4 separate regions of the Mus musculus genome follow, and all the other regions are linked to region 2. A link is a contact called in public Hi-C and promoter capture Hi-C data. All regions are on one chromosome and are shown on one strand. Each heading gives the region's core, a stretch centred on a gene start, on an enhancer-like site or on the middle of the called end of the contact. The rest is flanking DNA. Distances are from core to core; before and after follow the strand shown.

Region 1 (7,279 bases), core at 2,062-4,561, 670 kb after region 2:
CTAGCACTTGAGAGACAGAGGCAGACAGATCTCTGTGAATTCAAGGCCAGCCTGCTCTATATAGTGAGTTCTGAGACAGCCAGTGCTAAAAGGAAAGAAAAAAAATCCTGTAAATATATATACGCACATATTAAATATATGCACAAAATACTGTAAATATATATATTTACACACATATATACACGATGTATATATGTGTATATATATGTACACACACAACATGTGTGTATATATATATGTATATATATATACACACACATATACAGACACACAATTCACCATGGCATATATGTAACTGCTTTTTGTGTTAGATATTTAAGCCATTTCCAATTTACTGTTACCACCATAAATGATAGCACAGGCTTTTTCTATTATCTCCTTAGGAAGAACCCCACACAAGTTAGCATCAGATAAAGGGAATGGCCTCTTCAAGGCAAAAACAAAAACACTGCCCCATGATCATCCAGGAATACTGCAGTAATGGGCAGTCTCGGAAGGGTTTGCCTCTTTTGCTACACCACTGATAACACAATATTATCTGGTTTTAAAAAAAAAGTGCGGATTTAACAATGTATAATGGACTGTGATTTTAACTTTTAATTTACTTTGGGTTTCCTGTTTCAATCTATAGCTCATTCTGACCTGGACTCAGTATGCAGTAATCTTCCTGCCTCCTGGTCCTGAGATTAGGAACATGCCACCACACCCACCCGAACTTTTAAAATGAATTCTGAATTATCTAAAAGAAGAAAAAAAAAGCCTGTTTTAAAACATAATTATACATAAACACAGGAAATGTAAAAGATGTCAATATAAGATCAGTATGTGCTAACATTCTGTGACTGAAGAAGTGTCACATAAAGGTGCTATTACTGTATCTTTTGGGGGAAGGCTCAAGATACCGTGTACAGCGTGAAAATGTAATTTTACCAGGTGAAAAGTGCAAGCAGAAAAATGCAGCTAAAAACACAGGTATAGCTGCTGCTGTCATCTCAGTGAACTGTTAAAGATGCATGTGGTGGAAGATTACAAGTTTTGTCTGCAATGGCTTCATCAATAGGACATAGTTACTTCAGAAATGAAGCTCTAAGGGTCTCTGTATGAACCGGTTTTGGGCCTGGCAGCTCTCAGTCTTGTTTTGTTTAAATTGTAAGGAGAGTGCCTGAGTCATGTGCAGTGCCCTTGGAGGCCAGAAGAGGGCGTTGGATCCTATTGAACTGGAGGTACAAATGTTTGTTAGTCCTCATCTTAGGATGCTGAGAACTGAACCCAGGCCCTCTATAAGAGCAAGCTGCTAGCTTCTTAACTGCTGAGACATCTCTCCAGCCCGCTACCTTCCATATTTAAAGATTCATTTAAAAATATTATAATAATAACAATAATATAATAAAGGTGTTTTGTCTACATGGATGTGTACCATCTGCTTGCCTGAGGTTTATTTATTTTTTTACTTATGTATGTATGTATGTATGTGCGTGCCTTTATGAGTTTATGTGCACTTGAATACAAAAGCCCAAGGACGTCAGAGAGTGGTGACATTCCCTAGAACTGGAGTTAATGGTGGTTGTGAACCGCCATATGCATGTTGGGAACAGAACCCAGGACCCTGCAAGAGTAGTTAGTCCCCTTCCTAGCTGAGCCATCCCTTCAGCTCCATCCCCTCTCTTCCTCTTCGCTGAATTTCCCCAGAGCTGGGTATATAAGCACAGACTATCACATATGGTCTGATATTTTCTTTAATCCTTTCCTATTTCAAGTTTTTCTTCAGTTTCTTTCATGGAAAATAGAGAACTGCAGTTGCCAATGGCAAACGTGGTTTTGAAACTGTAAATTACATATAGGAATAGAAAGAATCTTTAAAACTTTCCCGATTAAGTTTTGTAGAACTCTGAGCTGGAGAGATGGCTCCGAGGGTAAGCACACTTACTGCTTCACCAAAGGACCTGGGTTCAGTTCCCAGCATCTGTGTCAGGTGGCTCAGGACCAAATGTCACTCTAGCTCTAGGGTCTCTAATTCTGGCCTCTGCACCACATTGCATACACACACACAGATAATTTTTTTTTTAATCAAAAGCTCTTTTAAAGTTTTTTATTGAATTCTGTCAACATTACCTTTTAGACAACGAAAACTTTCATGTTTCTCATACTGTCTTCTCCATCACTGTCTCACACGACTTACTGGCCAGTTTCAGAGGGGTGCTTCTTTCCTGGAGCTTCGAAGACAAAAACAAACAAACTAACAAACACCCCAAAGCACAAAAAGTTGCTTAACATATCCAGATTCTAATCTTCAATTCTGAACTCTTCTGCCCTCCTCGTCGCCCACATTCCACCACCTCAACCTCGATAAAGAATGCTTTTCTTACTCTCCTTTGCAGGAGTTAGGCATGTCACCTCCTCAGGGATGCTTTGATGTTTTCCCCTCAGGCTCTGTGTGCCCCTCCCTGCCCTCTGTTGTCACCGGACTGGCTTACCCCCTTATCACACGACTTAGGCCCGTTTCCCTTGTTCTTTTCATCTCATATTGGGCACCTGTCAAAGTTTTACAGCGACGACTGTCCTCAGCTTCCCATCCGTAAGGCGAGGCGGTCGTTCTACATTACAGGTCTCCGTTTTCCTGTAGGGAGTCCTTTTACAGGAGCCAGCTTCTGCCCACCCCCTTGTTCCAGAGAATACTTTCCAAAATTATTCTCAGATTCCGGCTAAACAAGTGCCAAAGACTCTTTTTCATCTACTTCCTCTCACAAGTCTGTGCTGCCAACCTATTCTTCTCATTCAACCGAACTCCGCGCAAAAGGACTAATTCCTTAACAAGATCACGCGTGCGGGGACGGGAGTCAGAGGGGTGACACTGGCTTATTACGCAGTGCCACCAAGAAGTCAAAACCGCCCATTAGGGCGCCTGAAAGAAAATAAACTAGGAAAGCCGAGGGAGAAAGTTGGGCGGAGGCGGCTCGCGAGCCGTAGCCGCTCGCGCTGCGCGGGAAGCCACCCGCCTCCCGGGTAAGCACCCCGCATCCTTCCCCGGTCGCGCACTTTCTGAGACGCGCTGGGAAGGGGGAGGGGTACTGACTCGTACCCGCCCAACTTCGCAGTCCCCGCCCTGGAACCGCCCCTCACCCAGCCCCAGTCCCCGCTACAGGAACAGCAGGGGCAGGGAAGGCGAGAACCGATCCCAGCCGTTCTGTATTCGATGCAACCGCCCTAGAAGGAATTCGGGCCCCGGGAGCCGAGTCAGTGGCGGCACCCGACACCGAACGGTACAGAAACCCTTTCGGAGGCCAGCGCCCCTTCCGTGCTGCCTCCGCGCGCCCCGCCCCGCGCCTCCCTGCCACACGCTTCGGATTCTGCGCTGCTCATTGGGCATCTGCCCCGCCAATCTGAAAGATGTTAGCGAATCACGCTTTAGAAAAGGCAAAGAGAACGGGAAAGGGGGCTTTCACACTGGCTCCCCTGGCGCGAGCTTAACGCCCCCAAAGCGGCTGGAGGCACTGGGCGGGGCTTCATTTGCATAACGGCCGCCCCTTGGTCTCCCTGCCCAAGGCTGGCGTCAAGCGCCTCACCCAACTAGATATCAGTTGGACCACCGGCTGGTCACTCCGACCAGGCAAGCCTGTGGGAGCGCCGGACGGGTTGGAGCGGGCGGGCCCGGGGACCGATTGGCTCTGAGAGTTTCCAGCAGGCAGGGAGGAGGGGACTATAAGAACCAGAAGCCCCGTAGAGGTCTCCGGGAGACGCTAGTCGCGCTCGTGGAGAGTTGTGAGAAGCGACCGTTGGCTCAGGTCCCGGCTTGCGCTTGCCTCTCCTGACGCTTTCGTCCTAACGTTGCTTTGCCTGTTTTTTCAGTCAGGATGTCTGCCCGCGGCCCGGCTATCGGCATCGACCTGGGCACCACTTACTCGTGCGTGGGGGTATTCCAACATGGCAAGGTGGAGATCATCGCCAACGACCAGGGTAACCGCACCACCCCCAGCTACGTGGCCTTCACTGACACCGAGCGTCTCATCGGCGACGCCGCCAAGAACCAAGTGGCCATGAACCCCACAAACACCATCTTCGACGCCAAGCGGCTGATCGGACGGAAGTTCGAGGACGCCACAGTGCAGTCCGATATGAAGCACTGGCCGTTCCGAGTGGTGAGCGAAGGTGGGAAGCCCAAAGTGCAGGTGGAATATAAAGGGGAGATGAAGACCTTCTTCCCTGAGGAGATTTCTTCCATGGTCCTCACTAAGATGAAGGAGATCGCCGAAGCCTACCTGGGGGGCAAGGTGCAGAGCGCAGTCATCACTGTTCCTGCCTATTTCAACGACTCGCAGCGCCAGGCCACCAAGGATGCGGGCACCATCACCGGCCTCAACGTGTTGCGCATCATCAATGAGCCCACAGCAGCGGCCATCGCCTACGGCCTGGATAAGAAGGGCTGTGCGGGCGGCGAGAAGAACGTGCTCATCTTTGACCTGGGCGGGGGCACCTTCGATGTGTCCATCCTGACCATCGAGGATGGCATCTTTGAGGTGAAGTCCACGGCCGGCGATACCCACCTGGGTGGCGAAGACTTCGACAACCGTATGGTCAGCCACCTGGCGGAGGAGTTCAAGCGCAAACACAAGAAGGACATTGGGCCCAACAAGCGCGCTGTGCGCCGGCTGCGCACCGCCTGCGAGCGCGCTAAGCGCACCCTGAGCTCGTCCACGCAGGCCAGCATAGAGATCGACTCGCTCTACGAGGGCGTGGATTTCTACACGTCCATCACCCGCGCCCGCTTCGAGGAGCTCAACGCCGATCTCTTCCGAGGGACCCTGGAGCCGGTGGAAAAGGCGCTGCGCGATGCCAAGCTAGACAAGGGCCAGATCCAGGAGATAGTGCTGGTGGGCGGCTCAACCCGCATCCCTAAGATCCAGAAGCTCCTGCAAGATTTCTTCAACGGCAAGGAGCTGAACAAGAGCATTAATCCCGACGAGGCGGTGGCCTACGGCGCCGCTGTGCAGGCGGCTATCCTCATCGGCGACAAGTCGGAAAATGTGCAGGATCTGCTGTTACTCGACGTGACTCCATTGTCGCTCGGCATCGAAACAGCTGGCGGTGTCATGACCCCACTCATCAAGAGAAACACCACGATCCCCACCAAGCAGACGCAGACCTTCACTACCTACTCAGACAACCAGAGCAGCGTGCTGGTGCAAGTGTACGAGGGCGAACGGGCCATGACCAAGGACAATAACCTCTTGGGCAAGTTCGACCTGACTGGGATCCCCCCAGCACCCCGTGGGGTCCCCCAGATCGAGGTCACCTTTGACATCGATGCCAACGGCATCCTTAACGTCACTGCTGCCGACAAGAGCACCGGTAAAGAAAATAAAATCACCATAACCAACGACAAGGGTCGGCTGAGCAAAGACGACATTGACCGGATGGTGCAGGAGGCGGAGCGGTACAAATCGGAAGATGAAGCAAATCGCGATCGCGTGGCAGCCAAAAATGCGGTGGAGTCCTATACCTACAACATCAAGCAGACCGTGGAAGACGAGAAACTGAGGGGCAAGATTAGCGAGCAGGACAAAAACAAGATCCTCGACAAGTGTCAGGAGGTGATCAACTGGCTTGACCGAAACCAGATGGCAGAGAAAGATGAGTACGAACACAAGCAGAAAGAGCTTGAGAGAGTGTGCAACCCCATCATCAGCAAACTTTACCAAGGCGGTCCAGGCGGCGGCGGCTCCTCTGGAGGGCCCACCATCGAGGAAGTGGACTAGGCTTGCGCTGGAGTCCGCGTAAACCTCTTTTCCTTTCTTTTCTTTTTTCTTTTTTTTTTTTTTTCCTTTTCTCCCTTTTGTTTTGGTTTCTTTTAAATGTCCTTGTGCCAAGTAAGATCTATTATTGGAAGTCTTTAGCCTGGTGCATACATATGAAAGGAAAGGTGCAACAACTTAGTTTAGTTATAAAAGGTTAGTTCTAAAAGTTTGATTTGGGGGAAAAATGAGGTTTCTCTTTAATGCATTTAGAGCGATTGCTGATTTAAGCTCTTTTTGTTGTTGTTAAGCTTACGTATGTACATGGAGATTTGCTTGAAAGTAGAACCCTGATGCTCGCACACCTGACCTGTGGAAGCTTGGTTACACTAAGACACAGGAAAGCTTGAATTGTTTATTTTTATGTACTATGAGATGAAAGTAAGCACTGCAGTGATATTAAAGACAGGTATATTCTGTAAACACATAAATGCACATTTAAAGTAAAGCTGAAATTGATCTCAAAATTGCTGTCTGGCGTTTTCAATTTTTTCATCCTATGTTTTCCTCGAGTTGATCTCTTAAGAAGTTAGTATGCTGTGCAATGCATCTAATCCAGTTTTCTCTACCTCTCAGATGAAGCTCCTGCCACAAATCACCAACAATTTAAGGGGGTGAAGAATCTTGATAACCCTTTAATATTCAGAAACCTGATGGGGTCTCTTCACGTGACTCTAACCTCCTAAGCCCTGGTTCAAGTTTAAAGTGTTCAAGTTTAAAACAACAGCAACAAAGCTACCCGAGTGTTACAGGGCAGTACAGGCTGGATCCCAGAGACCTGTACAAAATAGCTTTTCTCCAGAGTAACAAAAATGACAGCATCTTTTCTCAGTAGCCAAAGGGTTATAGAAAGTGTGCTTTGTGGCATACAGGTTCCTGAAACAAGAGCCAGCAGGCAAGTTTAAGAGTGATGTAATATTGAGTCCCAGTCTGGTCAAGTTTGTTTTCATTTCCTATAAAACAGCTCAACTGTCTGAGCTTCTGGCAAACTCTGGAAGAACCTGACTGGGAGCTGTAATTACTTGGGAAGTGGCTCCTTTTCTCCTTTGAAGATCTTAGAGCTTGTACAATACCTGTCTCAAATCACTGTTACAGTTCTTTTTTAAAATCACATTTATTTGGGAGTGGACTAGTTATGTGAGTGGTTCCCTACACCGTGTGCCCCCAGGATCGAACTCAGATTTTTTGGTTGGTAGCAAGTGCCTTTACCTGCTGAGCCATTTGTTTTTTAGGTTTTTGTTTTTGGTTTGGTTTGGTTTTTTATTTGTTGGTGTGGTTTATTTTGGTTTGGTTTGGTTTTTTGAGACAGGGTTTCTATGTAGTCCTGACTATCGTAGAACTTGCTCTGTAGACCAGGTTGTTGGCCCTTGAATTCGGAGCCTGCCTCTGCCTCCTGAGTGCTGAGTGATTAAAGGTAAAGGTGTGTGTCACCCTCACCCAGCTTGGTTTTTTGGTTTTTGGGGTTTTTTTTTGTTTGTTTGTTTTTGTTT
Region 2 (6,951 bases), core at 1,017-3,516:
GCAGAACCAACTCACTCTCTCTCTCTCACTCTCTCTCCCTCTCCTTTGCCCCCTCCCGCAGTGTTAGCAGCAGCCCATCAGAGAAGAGACAGTAGAAAGTCCCCCATCAGTAAGACAAACAGCAGCACACAGTCACAGTAAACAGCATGCCGAACACATTGACAATCTCACTTTCTGGAATAATTAGATCAGATGGGAATTTTTAGATATTTTTTTTCCACCCCAAACAGGCAACACTGTTTTTACAATCCAAATGTGACCATGTATCACCAGGGGTTAAATAAGAAAAGAACTTTCTATCTTAGTCTCCCCTCCTAATTCCGTCATTCTTCCTGGGTCCATGCCTGATTTCTGTTACTGTAAAACAGATGAATTGCACAGTAGAGAGGGCCTGGGATGATACTGGCAACATTTACCCATACTGAAACTCAACGTGGGTTAAGTAAGCCTATAATGGAGTTTTACAGCACAGTTGGCATTTCTCAATCTTGTGCAATAAAAGGGAGTTAAAAAAAAAGATAATGAGTTTTCCTAGATTCTCCAAAACCGATGCACTTTATTCTTAAGAGTCTGGTCCGAAAGACTAACAAATCATACAATTTAAGACAGATAAAGCAAGACCAGTAGACAAATATATTTTGCTTCTGTGTGAAAGATAATTAAATTGTAAACTCAAGTATCACTTGCAAACAAACCCTAGGAAGCTCAAATTAGGGAAGCCCCAAAACGCAGGCAAATTAAAAAAATGACTACCATTAAAAACTCTTGATGGACAAATTGCCCCCGATGTCAAACGCCATTATAACCAATCCAGCTCCTCGGAAGGCAAAGCCTATAACTGCAGGGTTACAGTTACCGCCATAGTAACAGTGTAGCAACTAACAACTGGTTCTCCAGACCAGAGACAGAAGTGAAGTGTCTTAACAGACCTGCAGTCAATCCTTTACGACGAACTCATCTAGATTCTGTTCCTTTACCTTTCGGCTTTTTTTCTTAACTGTCATTACTTTAGTGCTTGGAATGTGCCTGTGCCGAAATTATACTACTGTTTTGAAAACACTCTTTAATTTTACATTGTAAACACCATGTATTGCAGTGAAACCGGGTCTCAGTTACCAAGTGTTTCATTTTAAGTACACTGAATCACCACTGTGCATCAGACGAACTAAGTTTAAAAACTCAGTCTAAGCTCAAGGATTCAATGCACGAAAAGTGTTTCCTTGGGGGGTGGGGGTCTAAGAAACTATACCCAACTGTATTAAAATACAGTTTAGTGTTTAAGAACCGTCATCAGTTAATTTTCTAGAACTCTGACAGGACCTGCGTGGGTACTGTGAGAACCTGTGGGTTGGGGTTTTGGACGGGAAGAGGCAAATTTTTAAAAAAAGGGGAAAAAGAAAGTTCAGAAAGCACTGGAAACTCGACCGTGGAGCTGAGGGGCACAGCGTACCTGCCAGCGGCCATAGGTGAGCAGGAACATGGCGATGGGGATGGCGGTGCCTGACATGGCATGCGTGGAGGGCATGCTGTATTCCGAGTTGTAGAAGACCTCCAGCTTGATGACAGGCGGCGAGGCCGGCCGTGGCCAGCGGATGATGTCCTTGGTGCACTGGCCCAGGTACATGACCAGCACCCAGATGATCACCAGCCTCCGGCCCACAAAGGGGTCGAGATTCCAGATCCAGAAGGGGAAGAATAAGATGTAGAAGAGCTCGTTGCCCAGTTCCGTGCCTAAGCAGAACAGGTAGTAGAGCGGCAAGTTGCTCACTTTGACCAGCTCGCCCTCCTCGCCCGTCAACGAGTTGCGGCGCTGCGAGCCCGCGCGGCGGGGCCCGGTCGGGCCCGGCTCGGCCGCCAGCCCGTTGCGCACGCCGTTCGGGGCACCGCAGCAGTCCGCCTTGGCGGGGCTGTCCTCAGCGCCCGGCTGCCGTCCCCGTCGCCGGGGTTCTCCCGGGGCTCCGCGAACCTCGGTCTCTGCATCCTCGTCCGCCGCCGGGCTGCTGAGCGGCACCTCCACCCCACACAGACGCTGGAAGCTCGCCACCCGCTGCGGCTCCTGCAGACGGCTGGCCAGCAGAGCCAGCCGCTGCCCCAGGGACATGGTCGCGGGCCACTCGGGAATTGATCCGGCCACGCGCTCCTCGCCAGCCACAGCCGCCACGGTGCCTAGCTCGACTCGCTCGAGGCTGCCGGCGACCGCGCCAACAGGCCGCAGCGGCCGCCGCGCGCGCCCTGCGCCCCGCGCGCCCCTCCCCTGGCGCGCTCACGGAGGCCCGCGCCGCGCGCGCAGCCCGGAGCTGTCGCCGAAGCCCCGCCTCCCGGTGCTCCTGGTTGCTGTGCGAAGAACAGTGCGGGTCTAGGCAGGGCTGGTGACCCAGGAGCTGCCCGCGGCTTTTATTAGCCTGGAATCAATTGGGGCGTGATGAATGGAGGCAAAGTAACCGCCGCGAAACCGGAATCGTCCGACTCACGCCATTAATTAGCAACTAATTTCAGAGCTGTCTCGGATGGTTGATGTCCGGAAAGCCACGTGCCAATTGACCAGCGGTGGCAAGATTAGAAAACCGTAGATAATCCAGGACAGAGCCTGGGTATGTGATCGCTGACACAGCTGTGGTCTGCAAAGGAAAAGCCAGTCACCTACCAAGTAAAATCTGACTGTCACTCATCACATACGTCTCTTAAGCGAATTTAGGTGTAAAATTTCCTTAATAAATTCTAGCACTTAGCAAGATTGCTCAGAACACATAGTTAGTGGGAGAATGTAGCGTGGAGAATTCTGAGGGTATTTTTTGTTTTGTCTTTTATCGTTTTCTTTTTGTGAGTTTCGGGTTTGTTTTTTTGTTTGTTTGTTTTTTTGTTTTTGTTTTTGTTTTGTTGTTGTTGTTTGTTTTGTTTTGTTTTTGTTTTTGAACCAGGGTATATCATTTAGCCGAGATTGGCCTCAGCCTTGCTATGTAGTTAAGGCTAGCCCTGAACTGTTGATCCTTCTGGTGAAGCCCCCCAAGACTCGGGGTTACTGGGGCACCATGCCAGGTTTGAACTTGGAATCTGATAGGCTGAACTAGAATCTTAACAGGATTGTCTTGCAAGTCACAAACTTGACTTTAACTTCTAGATGGATCCGATTTTATTAAAAGATTTCAAAGTTTTAATTCCAGGAAGTTATTTTCAGTCAAGGCAAACGAATGTCTATAATTAAAGACTGAACTACTTCCAAGAAAGAGGCTGGAAAATGCTCCATGCTGGTAAGCCATGAGAAATAGTTTCATTTCCCAAGAAAGATTGCTTCCCAGCTCCTCCTATTCCACTTGCTGCAGTCATAAAGAGGATTGCCTCGAGTCCCTGGCCCTGGAATTGCTGAGGTTGGAAAGGTTGAGGGAGCACAGACGAATCCCAGCGCTTGGAGGCTGACATGGGAAGATTTGGAGTTTGAGGACAGCTGGGGCTTCATAACAAGATACTGTATCAAAATAAGTAAAAGCGTTTACAGCCTAGGAAAGCAGACAAGCATGAGAAAAGGAATACTGGGCCTGAAGAATGGTATACAAAGTAACCATGGTTTGCTATGGGTGTCTCTTCTTAGCCAGCAAGCAGGAAGCTCTGAGTTTGGGCCCAGCAGAACATACACAGAGTAGTGTTATTAGTTGATGTTTCTGAATAATAAAGACCATTATTAGCATTTGGCAAAAATAATCTATAATAAAACATGCTATGCTGGCCAGAAACTTGCTGTGGAGACCAAGTCTGATTTTCAAGTACTGAGCTAACAGGTGTTTGCTACAACTGAGTATTTTGTTTGTCTTGAAACCCCAGACCACCAAATTGTAGGGTTACAGGATGGACATCACACATAATTTTTTATATGTCCCCTCCACCCCTAGGGTCTAACTATGTAACCTGGATACCCTGGAATTTAGCTATATAAACAAGACTGATCCCGAACTTGTAGCATCCTCTCGCCTCTGCCTCAGAAACACTACCCTCTATTTCTATATCCTTAGCACCCAACACAAATATTGAATAATTGAAGGAATAAAAATGAATGTATGAACTTAAAAAAAAAATCCATGCCTCCAAACTGGGTATGGTTTTGCTTGCCTGTAATTCCAGCACTTGGGAAGTTGAAGCAGGAGGGGCTAAAGTATTTTCAAAAAATAAAATGTGGGGAAAGTGGCCATTTCAAAGTTACTCTCCTTATAGAGTGGAGATAGAGTCAGGTTGAGTTTTATGGCACAGACCTTTAGCAAGGAGTGTCTGTTTTTGGTTAGTTCTTTTTTGTTTGTTTTTGTTTTGAGCCTAGTGCAAGAGCCTTGTCTAAAATAAAGGTCTTCTGTGACTTCTGTAACTTTTATTTAACATCTTACTTGTATATTCTTTTTCTGTATCTCAAACCCAGTTCTCCTAATTTCTGTCTGAATTTCTGTCACAAATCCTACTGGCTCTCTATCAGGAACAAGCACTTTTTGTAGTTACTCTTCTGACCCTGTGCCTTCCACCTCCAGTAGAGCCTTTGAACAAAGGCCACTCTTGTCATTAGGTCTTGTATACATTGTGAAAACTCTGTGCTCTGTAGCCTCTGCTGGAAGGAAAAGAAAAACACTTCCAGAAATCTGGTGAAATTTCAATGGAAATTGGGAATGTCTGTGTACTCCATTTAGAAGGAATTTAACCCCATAAATGCACACTCTGATGGCTGATAAGAGGGTTCAGAGCAGCAAGGGCCTGCCACCAAACCTGAGGACCTGAGTTCCACCTCAAGGAGGAGAGAACTGACTTCTACAGCTTTGTCCTCTAACCTATGCGAACAGATTAAATATTATTTAAATAGTTTTCATTGACAATCTTTAAATTGTTGTGATCTAAAGAATGGCAGTGGGGCTTTAAAACAGCCGGAGTTCACCAGAGAGAGGAGTAATGTGAAATCTCACTGTAAGGAGACCTAAATGTTCTGCTAAGGAATTATAAATTACATTTCTTTGTTAGAGACAGGGTTTCTCTATGTAGCCCTGGCTGTCTGGAACTTACTTTGCAATAGACCAGGTAAGCCTTGAACTCAGAGATCTGTCTGGCTCTGCCTCCCCAGTACTGGGATTAAGGGCATGTGCTACTACAACACTGGGGTAAGCATAATACTTAATTTCTAGGTGTTGGAAACAAATGTTCCTGGTGTCACACAACACACAGCGAGTGCGTGTGTGAGCACACACACACGGAAACTTAGAGGCAGGAAGTTCACTTGGTTTTGTTCTTGGTTTTTGTTTTGTTTTGTTTTGTTTTGTTTTTAAACAGGGTCTTACTGGCCTGGAACTCACTATGTAGCTGCTCTAAACTCAAGAGATAGCCCAACCCTCCCCAGTGCTGGGGTTAAAGGCTTGCTCCAGCAAACACAGCTTTCACGTGGTTTTGTTGTTTTGTTTTTTGTTTGTTTGTTTGTTTTTATTTCAAGGAAGGTGGTGATATTTCCCCGTTGGCTGGGGTCTGACCCCACAGTCTTTCAAGACTGGCTAGTTTTAAAAGAATCTGGATAAAGGAAGTAAAAAAAGGGGGAGAAGGGTTCAGCTGCCCAAGGCCATCACCCTTTGTGTAAACAATTGTTTTACTAGGTGGGGGAGATCAAAAGATTGTTGAGGTCTTATCATTGGAAATCTTTTAATTTAAAAAGAAAATGTTGCCGGGCGTGGTGGCGCACACCCTTAATCCCAGAACTCGGGAGGCAGAGGCAGGCGGATTTCTGAGTTTGAGGCCAGCCTGGTCTACAAATTGAGTTCCAGGACAGCCAGGGCTACACAGAGAAACCCTGTCTCAAAACTCCCCCCGCCCTCCAAATAAATAACTAGAAAGAAAAAGAAAACGTTGAGAATGTAAAGGGTATTGTTTCCAGCTGTCTGAGCAGCCCTTTCAGTGTCCTGGAAGGAAACTCAATTCCTCAGCAAGAAAGGCTGTCACTCTTAACCCCTGAGCCATCTCTCTAGCCTATCATTATTGCTGCTTATGTGTGTGTGTGTGGGGGGGGGTGTGGGGATGGGTGGGTGCTCATGCTATGGCATCAGTGAGGAAGTGAGAGGATAATTTTGTGGAGTATGTTCTTCTCTTCCACATTATGTGGGTCCTGGGGATTATCTAGTGGGTTTCTTAGACTGGTATCCGAGGGCTGCAGGAGCTGTTACCAGCTAAGCCACTTCACCAGTGCTATTGAAACAATAGAAAGTGGTAGAGAGGGAATGGGAATTGTCTGCTAGGTACTGAGAGTGCCTTGTTTGCTTTTTCACTCCTGCTGGATAAGCAGAACAAACTTCTAGGCAGGACTGTAAGATTGAAGCATTCATAAGGCATGACACTATAGCTAAAAGCCCTTCCTTGGAATACATCCGAGCTCCACATTTTTCTCTGTCTCATCTTGAAGTGCTGGCTTCTAACTCAGACCTAGCACATGCCAAGGAAGTGTTCCACTAGTGTGATAAATCTCCAAGCCCCTGACAGGCATTCATGAACTATAAATTTCAGAAGCCTCCATTAAGAGAGGAATCAAATTTACATGCACAAATGAATAACTCCTTCCTCTGAGGAGAAATTGAACCCCTGAAAGTTTTTTGGTTTGTTTGCTTGTTTGTTTGAGACAGGGTTTCTCTGTAAAGCCCTGGCTGTCCTGGAACTCCATCTGAAGACCAGGGTGGCCTCTGCATCCCTAGTGCTGGGATTAAAGGTATGTGACACTACCTCCTAGCCTTTTGCTTTGTTTTGTTTTGTTTTGTTTTGTTTTGTTTTAACAAAGCCTGTCTCTGTAGCCCAGGCTGCCCTGGAGCTCTCAATGACCCTGCTTCAGCCTCCTCCTGCGCCCTGAGACTACAGGGATGCACCAGCATGTCCTTGTTTCTAAACTGCTTGCAAACAAATTAATATAAATGGGTTGAATGAATAGGACTATAAACTGATTAAATAATATTATTG
Region 3 (7,662 bases), core at 4,282-6,781, 590 kb after region 2:
CCACCAGGCTCTGGGTTGTCTTCAAGTTCATATGTGGACAGGCCCTGGAAGACTCACCCAGAGGGAAAGGGTATGAGTGTGAACAGCTTTAAGATGTAGCTGGAAAATGATGAAATGTGGAAGGAAAGAGGAAGCTGCTATGCTTGGAGAAAATGCTCATTCATTCATCTGTCCGTTCACCCATCCATCCATCCATTCATTCATTCTGCTTTTCTTTCCAGATCTTCCATCTCCAAGAGGCCACTCTGTCCGGCCAGTGTCTGTTCAGGCCCACTGAAGAAGTGTGCAGAAGTCTTGGAAGTCTGTCCCCGCCCTGAAGAGCTTCAGAAATAGTGGGAGTTTCCCTAAAGCCTTTCATAGCCTTAATTCATGTCATGTATAAATTAACATAAATCATGTCTATTTACATAGTGAAGGTCCAGAATAAATGAAATAATTTTGCTACCTTGGTGTTGAAACATAAACTGTGCCGTTGATAGACCTAGGTAGAATAGTAGGATGGCAGCCATCCATCCAGTGGACGTTGGGGGGGGCTAAAGAAGCGAGCTGCAGGAGGCACTTCTGATCTGTCTGAGGTGGCAGGGATGCTGGCTTATGTACCTGTCTCTATGAAGACACATAACTGGGGAGACCTGAAGGGGGTGAGGGTAGAAGTAGGGTATGGAAGACTTGCTTTCCTGTTTCTTACCTTCCTGTCTGACTGAGCTCCTCCACAGAGGGCCTGCTGCTTGGCATATTTGGGATTCCCATTTGAATCACTGCCTTAGTGCTATTGGTTTTTGTTACTGGTGTGTGCGTGTGTGTGTGTGTGTGTGTGTGTGTGTGTGTGTGTGTGTGTGTGAGTGTGTGTGTGTGCGCACGCGCGCGCGCGTGACTTGTTTGGATTGGTTTTCCCCCAACCCTTCTTTGCCCCCTTCTATCTTGCCATTCTCATCACTACCCATCTCCCATGGGCCCCTTGCTAGCTTCCTGGCTTTTGTTCCCGTTTCCTCCCACCTGGATTACCTGTTTAACAGTTAGAGGCTAGACTCTGCATGCAGCAGAGAAAGCTACCTTTGCCTTCTGAGCATAGGATACCTCACTTAATTTAATGATCCATTTTCATAATTTCATTTTCTTTCATGGCTGGATACAATTCCATTTTCTGTATGTACCACATTTTAATTCTCCGTTCTGGCAAAAGACTTCTATGCTGAATCCATTTCAGGTCCTCAAGGATGCCACATTCCTTTGGGTGGGCCGTTTCTGCTCCACTGGCTTAGCAAATGTTTGCTAGACTGCCACTGAGAACCTGGGCTCTACCTCTCTATACAGAATGGTCTTGTGAGTTTTTGTTTGAAGTTTCTAGAATGTCCTCGCGTCTCTTATCCTGTGTCTTCTGTTGTTCCTGTCTTTCTGCATTGGCTCTTTCCAGATTCTGCCCCGCACTGGTACCAAAGCTAAACCTTGCTGCTGTGGATAGAGCTGCTTCCCCAGGCATCTTCAACATTGTTAACACTTAGGCCCATGGGTCCAAATAAACAATGGTGGAGAATGGCAAAGGAGGGCTCAACTTCCAGGCATCTATAAGCCACCTGACATGGGTCCTAACTGCAGTCTACACAACAGAGCAGCAAGCACTCTTAACTACTGAGTCATCCCTCCAGCCCTGTGTAAGACCCTGTGTTTGATCAATAGCTACACACACACAATCACAAAAACAATCACAAATAAATCACATGGGAAATTCTCATGTGCCGTTGCAACTTCTGTGCAAGCATCCACACAGCTAACTCCTGCCAATGAAACTGCTCAGAAGGAAGTTGCCAGCTTCGTAACAGGAGCTGACACCTGCTAGCAGCGTGTAGGTGAATTGTAATCAATTAGGTTTATAGCCTCATGTTACAGAAAGGCATTTCAGGTTTCCAGGGCTGGTGCCTGCTGTCACCTTATTCCAAAACCTCTGCTCTCTGCTGCCTCTCAGCAGTTCCTAGAAGGCAGTGCCTACCAAGCTGGGTCCATTCCCTGCCTTCAGAAGGAAGAGGTAACCAAGGTGCTTGAAATGAGGTCAGAGTGGCTGCTGAGCAGTCCTCATGGGCAGGAATCTTTGCTCAAAGGCGTCACAAGTACAAGCTTGCAGAGGCTATTTCCACAGTGAAAAAAGGGCATAAGATAACTACGGCCAAGAAGAGTCAGTGCACTGGGGATCTGTCGGTGTCACCAGCCCAAGTCCCATCATCCCTTCAGTCTGGGGCTGGCACCGTCCCTCCAGTTCCAAGGGTTCCCATGCTGGCCCTCCTCTCTCCTTATTGGTAGGATCCCTGATAAGGAAGTTGTGCCTCCTGGTTGTCGCACCCCCAATGCTGTGCATGGAAGATTCATATAGACATAATTTAAGGGTGACAGTGGAATGTATGTACTGAGAAGCAAGGCACTCGGCTCACTGCAGCTTTCCTGGTGCCCACAAATAGATCAAAACACCAAGGACCTGGGGGCCACAGGTTCAGTAGATGGTGTGCCAGAGAAAGGTGCTGCGGAAGGCTTATTCTGAGGAAGACTCAAGGACATAAGAACTGTTAACGAGGAGTCGAGACCATGTTTGTAGCTAAAAGCCTCGACTGAGGATGGGGACCAGGATGGAAGAGACGGTGTAGTCAGCTCAGATACATACGTAGGCTATTTTACTGGCACGCTCTATCTGTGACATTAATAAGATAAGCTGTGAGGAGGATAGTTCTCTATCAGATTGGAGAGGTATTTATAGCTCATTTCCTAATTATATAACTCAGACGGAGTAGTAGGCAATAATACAGTAATAGCTTCAGCGGCCCTGTCACTTGAGTGTGTTTAGGAGTGACAGGTTTCTTCCTCTTGTGCATGCAGTACATTGTTCAAACATCTGGCCTCAAGTTCTAGCCATATCCTAAAGAAAAGCCAAAATGCAGATTCTTATTTATAGTAATATGCGTCCCCTCCCCCCGGCTCATTCTCTTTCCTGGGTGCATTGTGTATGGATGAGAGAAAGATGCCAGATAAGTTGTTGATCATATAAGTCTTATTTTCCCCTAGAGCATGAGATAATCCACCTCTTACCTTAGACTATAGTCAGCTCCCATTCTTCTAAGGCCAAAGCCGGTGCAGGCGAGCTGCACTTGAGTTTCTAAGATGCTCTTCACTGCTGCTCTTTCAGCCTGCATCTCTCATTGTCCGATGCTTTCTCTTCTTTTCAAGTGGGTCTTGCGATGTAGCGCAGCCTGGCTAGGGATGTATGGTCCTTCTGCTTTAGCTACTCAAGTCCTGGGATTGAGCTACTACACCTGGCTCCAAGTGGTTTCTACTAAGATAGCCAGGTTACCCCATCATAGCCAGGTTACCCCATCAATCATCTGCATGAGCTTCCTCTCCTAAAATGACCGCCAACTCCCAGGTCTGCTGGATTTGGAAAAGCTTAAGAGTTTCTTCCCGCTCGTCTCAAGTTCAAAACTACCAAAAACGGTTAACATATAACCGGCTTGCGGGTATAAAGTCATTTCACACATCTGTGCTTGCTGGATGAACAAAGCTAACTCATTTGGATTTTTTTTTGAGATGGGATCTCATGTAGTCCAGGCTGGCCTTAGATTCCCTGTGTAGCCAAGGATGGCTTTGAAAAGTCTCATCCTGCTGTCTCTACCTCCTAAGTACTGAGATCACAGGCTTGTTTCACCCTGTCCAAACCGCACACTGGCAAGTGTGTGTGTGTGTGTGTGTGTGTGCGCACTCGCGTGCACGCAGAGGGCTTACAGGGGCCAGAAGAGGATCCCCTGGAGTTAAAGGCAGTTATAGAGAACTGAAATGTGCGCTGGGAATTGAACTCTGATTCTCTGCAAATCAAGAACTCTCTTTTTAAAATTATTTTTCTTTTATGTACATTGGTGTTTTGCCTGCATGTGTGAGGGAGTCATATTCCATGGAAAAAAGTCAGAGACAGTTATGAGCTGCCATGTGGGTGCTGGGAGTTGAATCTGGGTCCTCCCGGTCTGTTTTGTGCCTTAAGAGTTTATTCCTTATCAGGTCTGGTTGGAGTAAATCTAGACTAGAGAGTCTGAGGAAGGTAAAATATATTCCTTGAAAAACCATCCCCAAGTGGACATCTGATATTGACCTCTCAAAGGTCATGGTCCACTTAAGAAAGGGGACAGGGTCTTGTTCTTCCGCGTCCCTGGGGCTTTCGAGCTCTGTGCTAGGAGGAGCCCTGGAGGAGGCTGAGGCCTGCTGGAGTACCACATCCATGCTGACAGGTGAGCACAGAACATGGCCCATGTGACATCTCATATCAGAACCGCGGCTGGATTACTGTTTCCTTTAGGACATCCCTTGGGGTCTGCTTACCTTGTTCCTCTCAAGTGGGGACGGAGATGAGGGTGCTCACTATTCCAGCCCCATTTGGAGCAAAGGGTATTTGCCTGGTGTGCACAGAGCCTGAGGTTTGGACATGGTGAAACAAGCCTGTCAGAGTGTGTGTGTGACTTACAGGGTCTCAGCTTGAAAACATCCCAAAGCCACAGGCCCTGAGCTGGGGAGGCCACACCTTTGTGTGCACAGAGCCATATTTGTGCTGGTTCCCACCTGAGCTGACACCTTCCTGTTCCAGAGTGAGGACTGTACCAGTACCAGGTTGAGGTTCTGTTTAGTGAGTTTATTTCTGTTTCTCACCATATATATATAATTTTCTCCATAGCCAGGTGCAGCTTCTGAGGTGGAGGTGGGTGAATCTCAGTGAGTTCAATACCAGGCTGGTTCACAATGAGTTTCAGGTCGGTCGTACAGAGCTACACAAATAAAATGTCTGCCAGTGGATGGTGGCACAGGCCTTTAATCCCAGTACTCTGGAGGCAGAGACAGGTGGATCCCTGTGAGTTTAAGGCCAGCCTGGTCTACAGAGTGAGTCCCAGGACAAGCAAGGCTACACAGACAAACCCTGTCTCGACAAAATAAATAAAATAAAATCCTCCCCCGGCCCCTTATTGTCTCTGTACTGTTATGAATCTTGCTTTTTAATTTTGTTTTTGCAAAAGATCCAGCTAGGGCTGGTTACAGGTGGTTGTGAGCCGCCTAATGTGGGTGTATGGGGATCGATCTTAAACCCCCTGGAAGAGAAATACGTGCTGTTCACCGCTGAGCCATCTTTCCCATCAATCTTTATCTGTAGATATGCTTTCTACCTTGTCTTTAATGTTCCAGGGGGGATTCACGGTGGGAGCCTTATAAATTCAAACAAGGTTTTTACGGATGTGCGTCTCAGGAAATGAGGGGTTTCTACCCTCTTGCAGTCCTCCTGCTTTGCTTTAGTGGTCCCTCCACCCTGGTCCTGATGTCTTTATGCAGCGGTGATGCGTCCGGGGCGGGAGCACGGAGGTCTCTCCCAGGCCGCTGGGCAGTCGGCTGGCAGGTGGCTGGCTGAGTTCACCCCGCCCCCGGCCCTAGCCCCGCCCCACTGCTCCACGCGCATTGGCGCGACCAGCTGTCTCTCTCCGCGCTGGGGAGGGGGCGCGCGGCTGCGGTCCCTCTGCAGAGGGCTGCGCGCTCCGCGGTCTCCGGGGCTCTCCGTTGTTTGGGCCCGTGCTCCTCGACCTCGGGAGCAGAGCTGGCCAGAGACCGCGACGATCTGGGTAAGTAGAGGCAAGACTAGAGGCTCTGGGTCAGAATCTGGTGCACTGAGCCCTGGTAACGGCGGCAGACCCCGGGTCCTGGTCACCAGATTGTGAGGGACACGACTGCAAGGTCGCCGATCCTCAGACGGCTCCAGGTGGGTGACCCTGGGCTGTTCTGCCGCCCGCTCGCTTCGCACGAGTTGCAGCTGCTGCTTTGGCACCGGCTGCCTACCTAACCCTTTTCCTTTAGGGGTTTTCTGGGGAACTGTGATTTTCGGCTCCGGGCTATGATAGTTCTGCAGATAGCTTGAAGCTGGGCTATCTATTCCACGCCCCCGGTATTTTCCTTTCTGAGCACTTTATCCTGAGCTCTGTCTCCTGCCATAGGGGCGTCAAGCTTGGAGAATCCTTCCTCCAGGAGGAAGCTTCGCGGTTCGTGTCTAGTGCTGGGAAGGGTTCCTTGCTCTGTTCAGATAGTGGTTGCTCTCTGTTGCTCAAGGGGAGAAGGGTGGTGGTTGTTTTCTGTGGTCTTGGACAGGAGATTCTGCCAGGAAAGGACAGCAGGGACTTTAAGGTTTCCAAGACAATAATGGTCCTCTCGAAGGTAAAGGTGAATCATTTGCAGTCTTAACACTCTGCAAAGTTTTAATGCCTGCAGGCTGCATCCTTTCCCTGCCTCGCCTACACTTGTTGGGGTGTTGATCTCTACAGTGATGTACATTAAAAGAAACCTCTCGTGCAACCATCTAGGCCATTTAGGTTAGTTTCAGAGACTTTCCGGAATATAATCTCATTTGAATATTTCTTCTATTAATACACACACTTAGAAGGAATGATCTCTAGAGCGCTGGAGGCTCAGGGAAAGAAGACGTGGAAGCCATTAAGACTGGGTTCTAGTTCTAGTGCTAGGGTGTGTGAGGAGAGACTGCAAATGTTATACTGGTCCCATCATTCTAGAATTTTATGTTTCTTTGTAGAAAGATGAAGCTTTCAATACTTACCCTTAAAAAAACAAAAGAAAAGCCTTAGCTCTTAAAACGGTTTTTCAGGGTTCCAGTTCTACAGAGAATTGGGAACTGGTACCCAAGTGAAAGCTCTGTGAAGAATATGCATGAAAGGCTCCCCTGCGCCTAACTCAGGGCTCAGCACCTAAAATGCACGGAGCTGTTGTTAGCTAGTCATTCCAGGTCCTCATTCCTTAAGCCTTGCCATTCTGTGGACTATTACTTTTTTTGGTGGCACTGGGGCTCAAACCCAGAATCTTGTGGCACGTTAGGCCAATGTTCTGTCACTAAGCTATGTGTCAGTTTAGTTTTACATGTTTTTCTGAGACAGGGTCTCACGTAGCTGGTGCTGTCTTCAACTCTACTATGTAGCTCTGTGGATGGCCTTGATTGAGACTCCTGCCTCCACCTCCCACTTGCTGGAATTACAGTCACGCGTGGTCACAAGCAGCCTCAGATTAGCATTTTAAAGCAATTTACTTTCTCTTGGACCTCGAGGCGCAGTGAAAGAACGCAGTTCAGAAACAGGCAGTCTTGGGTTAAATCTGAGCGCTGTTGCCACCGACAAGCTTTGTAGTCTCAGGCAGGCAGACTGCTTAACTGCAGATGGAGATATCACCACCTCCTCACTCTGCAACACTGCGGTGCAGGTTAGAGATGTATGTGAAAGTGCTCAGCGCTGCTGCCTCGTACACGGGAGTCGCGCAACCGACGTTGGCTGGAACCGTCACTAACTTACCTCCAGCTGTGTGCAGTTACAGTGGGGAAACATGAGTAGCAGGCACTTCACTGAAGATGTCAAAGTTACACAACGACTTTTAAGAGTAGAGAATGACAGCGATGCTAGATTTTTTTTTTTTCTGAGAGTATGTATGGAAAGTAGCGCCTCCTTGGTGAAATGTATGTACATTTTTAGAACAGAAACCTTATGCTACAATAGAACGAACACCAGAGAGTCAGATTTTCTACTTCTAACTCTGGCTAGGTCCTCATCTAGCTGAAGGCTTTCTGCAAGCTCTAGCTGCCCACTGGGAGCTCACGTTGAT
Region 4 (6,870 bases), core at 2,594-5,093, 970 kb after region 2:
AATGTCACAGAAAAAGAGTTGCCTTGGGACATATACTGCCTGTGGATAGAAATGTGCAGACGTTTTATGGGATAACGCATACATCTATATAGTTAACAAGCAACAGGGAAATTAGAGAACGGGTTAGCATTTCACTATGGAAAACATATTCTCTTCTTCCTCTCCCGGTACCTTTTCATTTTGTCTCCTGGTTTTGAACTTCACTAAAGCTGAAACTATTGGATATTAAATATGTCCCTGCCTCATCTTCCTCAAAGGAAAGAGAACCTCAGTGGTTTGAATGGACCGAACCACAGGAAACAAACCTCCCTGGCCACAGGAGGGAAAGAGATGCAGAGAAGACATGGGTTAGAATGACAAGAGGTACGGGAGCATTATAAAGGACAGGTAAACTGCAGCTGGCTCTCACCTTTAAGCAAGTGATCATACAAACAGAAGGCTGGAACCAGTGACCTCCAAGGTTCCTTCCAACTCCAGTCCTATTGGCCTCATGAATTTTTTATAGTCACCCTCTGTCCTACCACACTGTCCCTATGCATCACCAAGCCCTTCTGGCCACTTCCAGGACTGAAAGGAAAATCTTTTTTTTTTTTTTAGTTTATGTTTGACTATTGCCAAAATTATAATTCTGTCCTTGAAACAATGACCTGAAAATAAGAGGCCGCCGGGCTAGAAACTTTTGAGCAAATAAATGTTCAATGCTGCCTTGAGGTAATAGATTTTAAACTTCTCTGACATAAGCAAAATTACGACCTTAGGTTCAAGGAGTGAAGACCGTGATAAGCCAGTGCTATAAGCAAATCTTCCCAACCTATTCTGCATCCCCTGCTGAGCGTCTAATCTTAAAAGGACAACAGACCAAGGAATCCTGGCCTCACTGCATCTCTCATCAGCTGTGTGGGATGAACAAGTTATTTAATTCCCTGAAAATTTACTTTAAAAAATGAATTATTGTGGTGTACGTGTGTGCATGAGTACTGGGACACTTGTGGAGGTCAAAAGACAACTTTGTGGAGCGCATCACAAGGCTCGAACAACAAACACCCTTACCCACTGAGCCATCTCACCAGCCGCGCTCTCTTTGCTTTTTAAAATGGGATAATATGAGTGACCTTGCAGAGTTGATAATTAAGTGCCATATAAGGCAACCTTGATCACTCATTCTCTCATTCAGTCAACAAAGACTATCTGAGAATCCACTACCAGTCAGCCACAAGTACATAAAAGATAGACTAAATGAAAGCTATTATTCTTTTTATTCATCAAAAACCTACTATTTTCCAAAATTGTGACAGACACTGACATTAGTTCAAAGCTTTCGCTCACACCTAGTTTCCATAAAATAGCCACATTCATTTTGTCAAGCGTGATGGCAGGTGGGAGTCAGCCCCCTATTACGCCTTCAGCCCCAAGCGAACAATCCAACAGGTGTGTTGGTTCCACCGGACACCTTCAGAACACCTACACAAAGCAATGACCAGAGCAAAAAGCGGTATCCCAGCTCTCCCCTGGGCAAGTCACTGGGGAGAACTCAACATGCCTGCGCAGCAAGGCCCAGCCTGAATGCCTGGGAGTTTTTGGGTGCTTTCAATTCCTTGAGTGGACTCTATGTCTTCAGAGAACTCAAGATTAACTGGACTGGCTCATCCCCAGCCACTACCACTGGGCCACTGATAAAGGGAGGTGCACCAGCAAAAGGGTCCCTCTCCTTTCAACTGTGCTTTACTCAACACTGGAATGTGATAACACTTTGTATAAACGATTGGCCTCATCTGGAGATTGGTGGGCTCTTCTCTGTTCTAAGTTTACTGTTCCTTTTGTTAGCTAGTCCCCAAGCCTCTGTGGGTGCTGGGCATTCAGTACATAGTGAACAAACAGTCTACACTTGTAAGAGTTTCCCATAACATTCTGGAAATCAGGGCTCATTGGAAAAGCATATGAAGTCTGATCCTGGAATAGGAGATGACTACCCTGGGTCGTAGTCATAGAGCAGTGAAAAGAGAATTCTAGATTAAAATTCTGAGCGATCCGTGACGCTAAGGATAGCCTAAGAGAACAGCTTAAATGTGCCTCGATTTTTTTTTCTTCCCTGAAGGCTCCTCTCATTCAGGAGCTATCTGAATCACCTCCCTTGGAAACTGAACTATATACATCCATTGCACAGGCAGGGGTTTTGTGTGGCTGCCTCCTAGCGTGGAGGTGACAGCCGTATCCTCTCCCCACTGAAGTTCTTAGTAAAAAAGAGACCATCACTATATAATCCCATCCCACCCTGCCGGATGCATCTAAAACAATGGCTTCTTTCCATATCCCTTCAGTGAGTTAAGGGTGTTATTAACTGTAGCACCTCTAATTGCTCACTGAAAACAGTGGTTTGGATATTAATAGACTATAAATCAAGGCCCTACCTAAGGCTTGTTGTCACGGAAACTGTACTCAAGCCTCGTAGCTATTTCCCCTTTGGGAAGTCTGGGTAAGTTGGTGGGACTTGAGGATTGTGTTAGAGCTCTTGTTTCTTCCATTTTCTGCTATTTCTCCGGGGCCAAGTTGCTGGAACTGGCACGAAGGGTAACCGTAGAGTGGGCAGTAGCTTGGAGATAAGGAACTCAAAGGGAAAAGGTGGGGGTCCTTGAAGTATAGTCCTGGGACACTTGATCTCTCCCTTCTCAGTCTACACTGGGCCACTCTGCACGTCCTGCCTGACATCCTGAGGCCCGGCCCCCTCTGCTGCCCTGAACTGTCCTCCCAGCCTTGGCACTGGGCAGCCCTGGAGCGCGCTAGCCAAGTTCCAGAAGAGGATCCGACACGCCCGGGGGTTTGAGAAACCAGGCAGCAGGAGGCACAGACGCGGACAGTCCTTAGACCGACGACAGGCAGCCCCCCCCCCCAACTTTGCTCCCAGGCGAGGGTCCTGGGGGAGGCGGCCAAGAGCACAAACCCCCCAAACCCACTCCCCGTGCCCCACGGCGACACTCTACTAGCTGGCTTCCCAAAGCTAGCGCCCTGCTCGCCCAGCGCCTGCGAAACCCACGCGGGTTCCCGCGTCCCGGGGTGACGACTGCCGCAGCCGCCAGGGCCTCCTGGGCTCCTCACCCCTCCCGCCCCGTGCTAGGCACCCGGGGCCAGGCCCCCACCGGGCTGTCGCGTCACCCGCCCCCTGGGCCCCGCACTCCCCGGCGCTGGCTCCGGGGCACCCAGCTCCCTCCCGTCGCGCGGCCCTCGGGGACTCACCTGCGCTGGGGCTGAAGCGGCGGCTACCCCGAGCCCGGGGGCGGCGGCGCAGGGGGAGGAGGGCAGCACGGGGCTCCTGGCACAGTGGCCGCCGGGCGCCTGGTGCAGCGGAGCCGCGGACCCGCCCAGAGATATAAATAACATTATCTGAGGAGGGACATTCCTGCCGGGGGACATCGCTGCTGCCGGGACCAGATAGTCCCGCGGCGGGGGCGGGGAGGCGGGGCTGCAGCCTCCCGCAGCGCCAGGCCCGCCTTCCCCACCCACTCCTGCACCTGCCAATCAGACTGCGCGCCCGGGGGCACCTGCCTAGCCGCTAGCGCCGCCGCCGCTGGGACCTGGGACGCCAGGGTCCTCTCTCACCTCCCCTGATCCCGCACACACAGAGCCCCTTGCCACGGGAAGAGGACTCGACTCTGCTGCTCCGGCCTAATTTGTGTGCCCGGAGCCGCAAGCTGGCGGCGAAAAGGAGTCCTCCCAGCCTTTCCCGCCTAGCGTCCCTGCAGACTACGATCTGGTTTTGAAAAAACATCTAAAGACCCGTTTAGGCCATAGGGTGGGTGAGGAGGGCGCCCCGGCTGTAATGCCCCTCCGGAGATAGGCTGGAAGGGACAGATTGTTCCCGCGGGCGGGTTACGTTAGAAAGCGCGCTCCCGGCCGGCTACAACCGGCTGGTAGTAGGAGCAGACGCTGGGAGCACAGGGGGTGGGCACTGGGCCGAGGCCCCCGCCCCCAGCCTGCGGGCTGGAGGCCGCGGCTCCTGCTTGTAAGCAAGGTACTGTCCCGGAGAACCCGGCTGTGCTGGTTGGTGGCGCTCAGCCTACAGTTGCATATTGCAGGGTCCATAATCAACAGGCAAGCCAGCATACCAGCCCACCTGCACCATCCTGTGAGCCCGGGTCTCCGGGCAAGACCCTGCTTTCTCACTGCAAGCTTTGGTAGGGTGGTGTACAGCAGGCCAGAGGAGATGCTAGAACCAAGGGTGTCAAGTACATCTGCGACTAGGGAGGGTGACACACGGACGAACACGGGCGGCTTGCAAGGCAGGCTATTTCCTTGACTTTTTAACAATACAAGGTCATCGCTCTGTAATGTTGGTTGCGTGCCTTGCTGTACCTTTCCTTGTTTTATTTTTATGGGGGGGGGGGAGGGGCGGCCCTCCATACGCTGTGCCTGGGATGGTCTCTCACAGACTATCAACCCGGGTAATCGCAAGTGTAATGGAGACACCAGTGGCGATTAAAAAGAGCATAGATGCAGAAGGGAGCTTTAACTTTGATGCTCCCCGGAATTCTTAACAGGAAACAGCCTTTCTCTTGACTTGTTTGCTTGAGTGTATAATTACGCTGTTTTCTAGGATTCATGAGCAAAGTGTGTTGAGTTGCCAGATGTTCAAGCTTAGTATTGGGTATTAAAGGTACGCAAAAGATATTTCACTGCCTGCTGCCGTCACACTTCTTTTGAGAGTAGGTATTTGGACAGTAAAAATGCTAATTGGGACAAAATCCACAGGTATTAAAAAGCCATAGAACTCTTCCCTCCCCTTTTGCCTGAGTTCTTATTACATACTAATTTCCCAAATGGCATCAGTATTACAAGGAAAATGACACACCGGCCTGGGCTATCCTAGAGGTTAACAGCGACCTCCCACCTCCTTCCCCCACTCAGACCATCTAGCAATTCTCTGTAGTGAGCAAGAGCTGTAGATCTTAAGCAAAGCACACATTTAGCACTCCAAAGGCCCTGGGACTCCCCAATATCCTCCAGCACCACCCCAAACCATTTGCTTTGCTTGTTGTTGAGTTCAAAATCATCTTTTTAGGAACTAATTCCTGGCAAAAACAAAAAACAGGCCAACTTCAAAAGCTGAGACTTAGATATCACAAGTAGAAATCCTTGATCTATTTTTGAAAGAAAAAGGGAGGGTTGGAATTATGTATTTATGTGTTTTAAACCGTGTGTGAATAAACTTATTAAATAAATTCATGAATCCCAGAATTGCAGCTTTGCAGCTACGTAATTATATATTAGAGGAAACAGATAATTCTTAGCTATAGGCTTGAGGCTCTGAACTGAATGGTTGCACACATATTTTCCTTTGGAGCGTTCAAATTTATAATTTTCAACCACAAGAAAAAAATGAATATGACGACGACAAACGCTCCAAAGCAACAGACAGATTAGTCCAAGATTTTACAAACCAGCTCTTCTGCTGTGGCTATCTCGACTTTAGCTGAACGATAAATAATTCAATACAACCTCATTTGCTGCAGATCCTGTTATCCTGACAACATCCCCAAATGCTTCCCAGCTAATAGAGTTACAGTGACATGATAAATCAGAGCCCAGTGAGAGAGGAAGTTTAGAAGTGCAGAGAGAAAGGGCATTGCACAAGCACAGGAATGAGAAATTCGGGACAGTGTGGGGGAGGGAGGGGGGACACTGATAGAAAGGTTCACTATCAAGGTCATTGTTGAGACAGAGCGTCTTCAGGGGCCTTCTTAGAAAACTGTACAGTATCTATAAAGTATCGTTGAGAATTCTCTACAGGAGATAAAGATGGACCTTCATCTTCATTGGTCAAAGGACTGTCCCTGCCCATCTTGACAACCTGGATTTCCAAGGTTCCCTGTAAGCTTCCCTAGTTAATCTGCAGCTTTGGAAGAGTTCTGGGACCCGAAGGGAGAGCTTAAGACTTTAGTAGATGCTGTGAGCCAAGGTTTGGGAGGAAGCCTTCAGAGACTGAGTGCCCAGCTCTAGCTGAAATCAATAGGTGAGGCTAAGGGGGTGGATGTAAGTAAGGACACTAGAGTCGTCTAACTATAGGGGGATGTCTGCTAGTCTCCTTCTCCTTCATAGTCTCTCTCTCTCTCTCTCTCTCTCTCTCACACACACACACACACACAGTTCTTTGAGAATTCCTTACATGTCTGCATCATATTCACTCCCCCAGCTCTTCTCAGAACCACTCCCTTTTCTTTAACCTCCCTCCCCCAATTTTATGCTTTTATGCCTTCCCCCAACCCTTTAAGATTAATTTGTGCTGCCCAAATATGCTATTTTTATTGAACCACAAAGCCAAAGCTATTTAAGTAAACCACTTTGAATTAAACATGAACATATATATTAGAAAGATACTCAAAAGCAAATGCAAAGCTAACCCTGACTAATTCAAGTCCTTAGTGGCAATAATGAAGGAATCAAGAATTCATGATACTAGCACGTACTATACCCTTTAACTGAGCTCCAGTCCAGGAAAGGAAACCGAATTTTCCTTCCCATGTCTGGGATTACCTAAGGGTGCCACTTCCTTCTCAGTGTGCAGACAAGAGAGAAGCAGTAAGGCTAATTTCTCAAGCACACCACTGAGAACCAGGAGGGGCTGAGGACTGGGGCTCAACCCTTTGCCCTCATGCCTCAGACTCCTAACGGCTCCCCCATCCTCCCATTTTTGTTCTCTTTCGATTCTTTTTCCACGTAGCAGCCAAATTCTACTCTAAGAAGGAAATCTGATTGTGCCACTCGGTTACATTAAATCACCCGTGGCTTCCCAATACTTTCAGGATACAGTGCTAAGCACTTAGCACATGAGACAAAATCAGTAAAGATAAAATGAGTGAATAAGTGAACAAATCAGGA

Evidence for each region. Promoter capture Hi-C pulls out the DNA fragments that hold promoters and counts their contacts. Hi-C and Micro-C count contacts between places; a contact is called where the count stands out from the background.
Region 1: a contact with region 2 is called in a promoter capture Hi-C map of pre-B cells, with 2.3 times the contacts expected there. The contact joins the promoter of 4930426I24Rik here to the promoter of Sgpp1 in region 2. A contact is called at or near these places in 2 of 39 promoter capture datasets (cranial neural crest and pre-B cells), 2 of 115 datasets of contacts at active chromatin or transcription factors (bone marrow-derived macrophages and memory CD8 T cells) and 1 of 9 other capture datasets (liver).
Region 3: a Hi-C map of centrocytes shows a contact between it and region 2, with 2.4 times the contacts expected there. The contact joins the promoter of Akap5 here to the promoter of Sgpp1 in region 2. A contact is called at or near these places in 1 of 39 promoter capture datasets (embryonic stem cells), 1 of 484 Hi-C or Micro-C datasets (centrocytes) and 1 of 115 datasets of contacts at active chromatin or transcription factors (bone marrow-derived macrophages).
Region 4: a promoter capture Hi-C map of hippocampal neurons shows a contact between it and region 2, with 2.5 times the contacts expected there. The contact joins the promoter of Sptb here to the promoter of Sgpp1 in region 2. A contact is called at or near these places in 2 of 39 promoter capture datasets (hippocampal neurons and pre-B cells).

Annotation. Positions count from the first base shown.
Region 1 is chr12:76,400,683-76,407,961 of GRCm38.p6, forward strand. It overlaps 4930426I24Rik (RIKEN cDNA 4930426I24 gene), which reads right to left and starts at 3,312. Exons shown (of 4, transcript NR_166810.1): 1 at 2,475-3,312; 2 at 2,113-2,213. Hspa2 (heat shock protein 2) reads left to right here and starts at 3,494. Exons shown (of 2, transcript NM_001002012.1): 1 at 3,494-3,607; 2 at 3,847-6,256. The coding sequence starts at 3,852. The coding sequence ends at 5,753.
Region 2 is chr12:75,733,463-75,740,413 of GRCm38.p6, forward strand. Sgpp1 (sphingosine-1-phosphate phosphatase 1) reads right to left here and starts at 2,267. Exons shown (of 3, transcript NM_030750.3): 1 at 1,451-2,267. The coding sequence starts at 2,101.
Region 3 is chr12:76,319,360-76,327,021 of GRCm38.p6, forward strand. Akap5 (A kinase (PRKA) anchor protein 5) reads left to right here and starts at 5,532. Exons shown (of 2, transcript NM_001101471.1): 1 at 5,532-5,630. It overlaps Mthfd1 (methylenetetrahydrofolate dehydrogenase (NADP+ dependent), methenyltetrahydrofolate cyclohydrolase, formyltetrahydrofolate synthase), which reads left to right. Exons shown (of 28, transcript NM_138745.2): 28 at 222-461. It overlaps Gm40443 (a long non-coding RNA gene), which reads right to left and starts at 3,805. Exons shown (of 3, transcript XR_001780628.2): 1 at 3,073-3,805.
Region 4 is chr12:76,706,704-76,713,573 of GRCm38.p6, forward strand. It overlaps Sptb (spectrin beta, erythrocytic), which reads right to left and starts at 3,844. Exons shown (of 36, transcript NM_013675.3): 1 at 3,232-3,844.